Regions from separate parts of the Mus musculus genome. Here region 1 is linked to region 2. A link is a contact called in public Hi-C data. All regions are on one chromosome and are shown on one strand. The core of a region is the stretch at or near the end of the contact, and the rest is flanking DNA. Distances in the headings are between cores, read along the strand shown.

Evidence for each region. A called contact is a pair of places that touch in the nucleus more often than the background predicts.
Region 1: a Hi-C map of cerebellum shows a contact between it and region 2, with 1.9 times the contacts expected there. The contact joins two enhancer-like sites.

Annotation. Positions count from the first base shown.
Region 1 is chr12:27,977,337-27,980,929 of GRCm38.p6, reverse strand. It overlaps Gm45941 (a long non-coding RNA gene), which reads right to left. Exons shown (of 3, transcript XR_381389.3): 2 at 238-336. Among named protein-coding and RNA genes, the nearest start is that of Gm31025, 7.2 kb to the left of the region's middle. Within about 2 kb of position 2,244, at least 36 of the 459 cell types and tissues checked have an H3K27ac peak or open chromatin away from gene starts, as enhancers often do. A contact at or near this core is called in cerebellum, where this site is marked.
Region 2 is chr12:27,656,705-27,660,482 of GRCm38.p6, reverse strand. No RefSeq gene overlaps it. Among named protein-coding and RNA genes, the nearest start is that of Gm4166, 60 kb to the right of the region's middle. Within about 2 kb of position 2,267, at least 7 of the 459 cell types and tissues checked have an H3K27ac peak or open chromatin away from gene starts, as enhancers often do. A contact at or near this core is called in cerebellum, where this site is marked.

The DNA of each region.
Region 1 (3,593 bases), core at 995-3,494, 320 kb before region 2:
TGGTCTATAGATCAATGTGGTTTGCCCTAATAATAAACTTAGATGGGTCTGATAACGGCCAGAGAGCATCAGCCAGATTGGAGTAAAGCTCGTCTCACTTGTTAGATGATTGACAGACTCAGAGCCATGGGTCCGTCCATGTTATACAATGGTAAATAGAATTTTATGCAATACTGGCCTTCCAGCAGTGTTCTGAGTATCAGAATTGGCCTCTCATGGTTAGCTTCATACACTCACCTGTGTTTGGAGACATAGCTGCTGATCTTCACAGAATCTGTCCATGGGATAAGAGGATTTATATACGACTGCCATTTTCAGGCTGGTAACCTCATTGTTCTGGAAAGCAAGAATGTTTTAGTTTTTTTTTTTTTCCGCAAGAAAATATAAACTGTTACCTTCTCTTGATTGCAAATTCCTACAGTTATTCAGCATTTTATCTTAGTTATTGTTCATATTTAGTCATCAATTGCTCTTACCCATGGCAAAGTACTACTTAAAACACTATCTGGTGAATATATATATCCATAGACAATTGTCATTCTCAGATTTAATCAATGAAGCCTTTTTTTTTCTAGTGGCTAAACTGGACAGTTGAGTGCCCAGCCCCAAACACGGTGTTTATGGCATTCTGTCCAAAGTTCCGGGGAGGAGTAGGATGAGTGGAAAGCTTATAAGAGCTGGAAGGAGAAGAGCTGTAGAATCTGTCTTCTGAGCAATGCACAGGCACTGCGAGCATGCACTCTCAACAACTGATGACATTAGTGAGTCTGCACAAGAACGGACCCATCAACAACCAGAGAAGGTAAAAACGCAACTTGGGGAGGGGGGGTCCCTGTCCCACACTGCTGAGCTATTTCCTAGAGATGGTATGGAATCCTCATTATCCTAATATGTATGTAACTTAAATCTGAATAGGGATGAGGACGTTCTGGTCTGTGTACTGGACACTATCCATGGAGATCTAAAGGGCTCTGCCTGTGGGCTTGAGTGGCCAAATTGTTGCTCTCTCCAAAGGGGAGGGGGAGGTAGATCAAGGTGAGCTGTCAGGTCTCTTTCACAGCTGCTGCCACTCCAGAGTTGCTGTGGTGCGGTGGGACTCAGTTGGCCAGCAGGGCACAGCTGAGCTTGAGTAGCTTCTGGCAACAAAAGCTTCCAGAGAGAATTCTCGTCTCCAGTGTGTTACAGCTCTGTACAACAGACACTCTCAGTCAGTCTTTGATGAAATAACTCATGTGTGTTTTGTTCCTTTTGGACAGGATCTTATTTATATACATTTTGGGATGGGTAGGGTCTAAAAGCAGATGCTTTCTACTGGCTTGGTCGGATCTGCATGTGGAGGTGGAGGGGCTTCAGGCCCTGTCACTAAGTGACTGATTGTCACAGTACTCTCCATGGGGTGTCATGGTCACATGTTCCCGGACAGGAACCTGTTCAGGAGTAGATGAAATCCCCACTATCCTCAGGTATGAGAGTACTGAGTTTCTGAATGCACTCAACCCTACCAAGTTTTTTTCTGGTGATAGCATTAACTTGGTGGACTATGCCATGCAGACACAACAATGCAAGGTGAGTAAGCAACCTTGAATGGGATAGTGCGTAACTCACTTTGAGAAAGTTCGCTTGACCCTTCAATGACAATTACAAGAAGCAATACTCAGTAATAAAATTATAGAGTAAGTACGATAGATTTCAACATTAACAAAAATAAGAGCAATAATAAAGTTAACAGACACTGCAGTGCTATATATTATTTTAAAAAATCACACTTGTCTGAAATTTTCATTTACTCATAGATTGTTAGACAACAAGAACGGCTCATTCCTGAGGAAAGGAATTGTGATGACTGGTACTTGGAATGCTGGAGAAGGGCAAATTCTTGCAGAAGGAATGAATAGATAGACTAAGAAAAACCAGTTGCTTATGAAATGAGTAAAAGAGAAGAGCCGGCCTGAAACAAAAGGGGTTGGAGTTACTGTGGGAGAGCAAGAGGGTTGGAGCCACACAGAATGCTTCCCTGCATCTGGGACTACAGACAAGGGCTTCGTGAGCTTCACACAGGCAGCCCATGTGGGCAAAGGCATCCTGCCTTCACATCCTTCAGACAGTCTAAGGGGCACTCTGCGTCACAGGCGGCACCTCAGAACAAAGGCACCTAGCAGATTAAGCATTCGTGCTGCAGAGCATGCTCATGGGATGTGCTTTCTTTGAGTGGCTGTAGTTAACAACTCCTCTGATTTAATATGAGCTGTTAAAAAGAATCACGGCGCTTCCACCAAATTACCATACCACTAAAAATGTTCCTCAGCCTGTCAGTGCTGTGCCTACAGCTCAAACTTTCTGATGGTTTATCTTTCATGTGGTTTTTGATCTTTTTTATCACCAAAAAATGAAGATAAATAACTCAGATGTACACAGACCATTCTACCCTTTTTCTTCAGAAAGCTGCTCCTACAGTTCAGCCCCTCTGTGCCCCACGACTCGGTATGAACAGCTCAGCAAGAGAGTATTGGCTGAAAACACCAAGCATGCTGTACTGGCAGATGGAGTGTGTGGCCATTTTTGAAGAGGAACAAATGTATGAATTTAATTAGGAGGAGATGTGACAGCTCCTTTCCTTGCTTGCATAATTTTGGAGACAATTGTGATGAGGTGCATGGCTTCTCCTCACACAGATTCACTCCTGAAGCAGCCTCTCGTTTTTCACTTTCTTCCCATTTGTTTCATCTTCCCATGAGTCTCCCGCAGCTTAGGAATTCACAAACGATATTTACACAACTTGTCTTTTTACATACTTGTGGTAAAGGCTGGCTGTTGCTATGATTATGTTAACAGGATACTCAGTTAACCTAAGCACACTTAAATTTATGGCCACTGAGTGCTAACAACAGCCTGCCTCTCAGGAAACCCACATACCCAGAGCCTGTGGTCATGTATGTTATAAAGCAGGGAAAAGCCAAGGATTTCAAGGCCGTGGAATATTTTATTGAGAGACTCCTTGGCCTCATAATAAATGAAAGGAAAATCTAAGGACAAACAAACCTCTTAATCCATGTCTTGGTATTAAATAGGAAAAATTCCAAATGGGTCAGTATGAAGGGAGTGTCAGAGTTGCCATGACAGCCTTTCCTGATGTGCATGCTCTTTGCTTGAGGAGACACACAGCACCCACAGAAGAGAGAAAGGCAGGAGCATGTGCAGTAGGCTTTGACTCAGCTGTCTTTGAATTCTGTGAAATAGAGATGACAGCCCCGCACCCGACAAAGCCACATACAGAGGATGAGGGTATTGAAGTGCAATGACCTGTGGAGAAAAACTGAAGTGTAAGGATCCTTACGCCTGTTCTGTCCCAGCCCCTCGAGGTCTTCTTCCCATGCGGGGCCTTATTACATTTAATTCAAACTGCTACTGCGAGAGAAGTCCAGGCTGCTTGCAGAGACTCAGCACTGCTATGGGACAAAGATGCACCCCCTGTTGGAACTTTTGCCTAGCCACCGCCTTGGGAGCTCCTTACAACTTCACCCTTTCCTCAGGACCCAGACTGTGAGCTCACCCAAAAGGCCCTCTGATCTTTGTGGTCTACTGTACTTCCTTCG
Region 2 (3,778 bases), core at 1,018-3,517:
TTGCAGGAATGGAAATGTTTCCATACAGAGAAGCAGGCCAGCAGAGCCAGCTGTGCCAGAGGACATGAAGGCCCAGTCATTTGGCCATAGATTAATATCTCCTGGATACAAAGACACACGAAACTGAACTCAAAGGAATGTCATTTGGTGAATTTGTGTGAAGCTCCCAGATATAAAGAAAGACCATGCATTCCCAGAGTGCTCAGTGTCTGGCATGTGATGGACATCCATTATTATTATTATTATTATTATTATTATTACTATTATTACTATTATTATTATTATTTATTTAAATACAACTGCCCCAAATTGTCTGGGAGCCACAGAAGAGTCACTTTAGAAGAAGTGCTCCATCCAATCCTTAGCCAGGTTACTCCCACTGACACCTAGGAGGCCACATTACCATGTCCACCTACCTCTCTGGCCTTTGAACTCCACAAGAGACCATGAGGACCTCATGCTTCCTTCCTACTGTGATGCTGAGGAAGGGCTCTGCACCAGCACATGCCCACCTCAGGGAGCCTGTGTCTCATACTGGTCTATAGATTAGCAGCCTGAGGACCTAGTGCTAAGAGATCACTCATACTTACAGAGCTAGCGAGAGGGGGGCTCTGGGCCCTCAAGTTCATGCTGGTATCTCAGGTGCTATCTTCCTACCCTCTTCCCACAAAGCCCTAGGTCATTTGTACTATGGGACACTTGCCTTCTTCTTTCTAACTTGCAAGGAAGAGCAGATATAAGCATCTTCACACAGGGTCGCTTTCTCCCTGCCAACAACTTTTCACTCCTCACACTTGCAAGGAAGCAGCTCCATTTGACAGATGGTTTATTGGTTAGAGAAAGGTCACCAGCTACACTGTAGTGTACTTGTGGTCCTAGATGAGGACAAGACAGGAAGATCAGAGTTCTAGGTCATTTTGTGTTACAAAGGCAACAACAACAAAAAAAAAACATCCAAACAGAAGGAGGCAGGTCTGACAGGACCAGCTTGCTCAGGATACTGAGGCAGGAGGATCAAAAGCTCAAGGTTTGCTGAGGCTACAGGGCAATTTCAAACGAAGCGAGTGTGAGAAATTTTATGGAGACCCCAGGTTCAGTTCTGAGTGTGCATATACACATTTGACTCTCTAGAACATTCCAGGGTCTGAAGCCTGAGTTCATGTAGAAATCCTGTTTGTGTTGCTATGCACTCAGCAGTGTGCTGACATCTATAACTCCTTGAATCCCGGAGAGCTCTAGGAGAGAATGTTCTACCACTGTCTGCATGAAACATCTGGCTACATCTCTGAAAAACAGTGACCCTGAACAATGTGGGAAATTATCAGAAGTCTGCATCAGTCATCCCTGTTGGAAAGAAAAGTAGTACTGAAGTCCTTTTTCTAAAATGTTTGTGTTTTGTTGTTATTGTTGTTATTGTTGTTGTTGAATGTATTTGTGACAAGGTCTAATGATGTAGCCAAGCTCACCTGGGCCTTACTCTTTAGTCCAGAGTCATCTGTGGCTCGTTATGTGATCTGGCTTCAAATTCATGGTGGTTTTCCTGCTTTTCAGTATCCCAACTGCTAGGACACAGATGAGATCTGCTAACCCTGACATTATGACGTTCGTTCTTCTCAAACATACTCCTCATGAAACTGTTACTCCATGGAGATTCTGGCTAAGTACTCTGAATATGCCCACACCCCAGACTTATTTCATTGAGACATTGGAAATAATCTCAACATCTAATCATATTGTAGCAGGAACACCCCAGGTGCTGAGATGTGGACTAATTTCCTTGTTTCTGCTTTCAAGAAAGACCAGAGCTGGCTATCATGCAGGTCAGGGAGGCACCCCAGCCATGGAATGAAGTCAGAAAAAGGGATTTTTTGCCTCCCCAGACACTGGCCCCTGAGTTGGGGTGGCATCAACAGCTAAGAAGGAGCAGCTGAGGGGCAAGCATGAAAGAGGGGGGGCCACTCCAGAATAGAAAGGAGACTCCTAGAGAAGGGGGGCCTTAAGGAGGTCTCTGAGGAGTGAATACAGTGAAAATTCATTACACTGGAACACATTGTCTTATGAGATCATTATATATGAATACTTTTCTTCAAGAATATGAAATCAGACCTCCCAGCCCCTGACCATGCCAGTGAGTTCAGTTTCCAAGGCCCAGTCTCAGAGGTGAGCTTGTGAATAATCAGGAACCTGCCAGGGCAGAGGTCATTTGACTCCAAGTCTCTGAGGCAGTGTCTGCAAGTGCCCCTTTGGAAGGGAGGCAGAAGCCTCCGGCAGTTGGCACTGACAGGAAATGTGCTCATCTATCCTGACTGAAGCTCTATCCATGTCTCCCTAGTACAAAAGCCTGCCCTTTTTTTTTTTCAGACTTTCCTCACAGGTCCCCAGCATCAAAGTCTCTTTCTGGCTTACAGAGGGAAAAAATGCTTTCTTTGGAGGCATATTTCATCTCAGAATATGATGTTGCAAACTTATGCATGGAAATGCAGTTAAAAAGCCATATTTTCATGGGAAATTCCAATGTAGAATTCTGTAAAGTGGGTGTACGTAGAGGAATATAAAATTTTAGAACACCCATTCAGATTGTTTCAGGAAAATCCTAGTTCACAAACTACCATGTCTAATACAAACAGCACTATGGTACCAAGGCAGGAGAGTTTTCTGCTGGACATCTGTTCCAGGGCTGTGGCCAGCTGCCACACCCAGTTAGGGCCTGGCATTTGTCCAGTGCTTCTGTCTGCATTTGTCCAGTGGCCAGATGCCTGTTTCAGGTCCATGGTCAGCTGCCACACCAGAGCCAGAGTTTGGTGTTCCTCTGGCAGTTCCCTGTCCGCATGTGCAGTGCAGGCTCCAGCGCTCGGATGTTATCTGCGCTCTTAGAAAGCAAAGCTGGCAGCTTGGATTAAATTCCCAGAAATAAGAAAATCCTTCCCCCTTTCCTGTCCCCTCAAGTAGAAAAGGTGTCAATGTTTATACATTTTAATCGGTTTTTTTGAAGTGTCATTCTCTCTGGGAAATTTGCTGTTCTGCTAGATTCTAAGGTCCCCTGAAGCTCCTTTTCAAACCACCTGTCACTGAAGTCGAAGGTACTTCAAAGTAAGACTGAAGGGACAGAACTCCATCATAATTAGACAAAGTTGGGGGCTGGGAGATGACTCTATGGATAAAGTACTTGCTGGGCAAGCATGAGGACCTGGTTCTATCCCTAGAAGCCAGGGGAAATAGCAAGGCCCTGTGGGATGCATTTGTAATCCTTGTGCTAAGGAGACAGAGGTGAGCATAGATCTCTGAGCTCACTGCCAAGCGGTATAGTTTAATTGGTGAGCCATAGGTCTTCGCAGGAGACCCTGTCTCAAAGAACAAGGTGGGTTGTACCAAAAGAACGACCCCAGAATGACTCCTGACTTCCACACACAAGCATACACATCTACACCTGCCGGCACATTCGTCTGAACCAATACGTCGACAGCCACTCAGTGTGTGCTGAGAAGAGCCAGCAACTCAACTTCCACCTGACCCAGGTTACGTCCAGCCACCTCAGAAGCCTCAGTACCTTTGGGTTTTTCTTATATTTTCCTCCATACTTTGAAGGAAAAAAAAACTATTGGTTTTTGTTTTAAAAATTATGCTTACTACACAGCAATTTTTTAAAGATTGTATATGTTGTCTGAAACACTGTTCTACTGCTGTGAAGAGACACCATGATCACCACAACCCTTGTCCATGAAAGCATTGAATTGGGGCTGGCTTACAGTTCCAGAAGTTTCGTCCATTGTCAGCATGG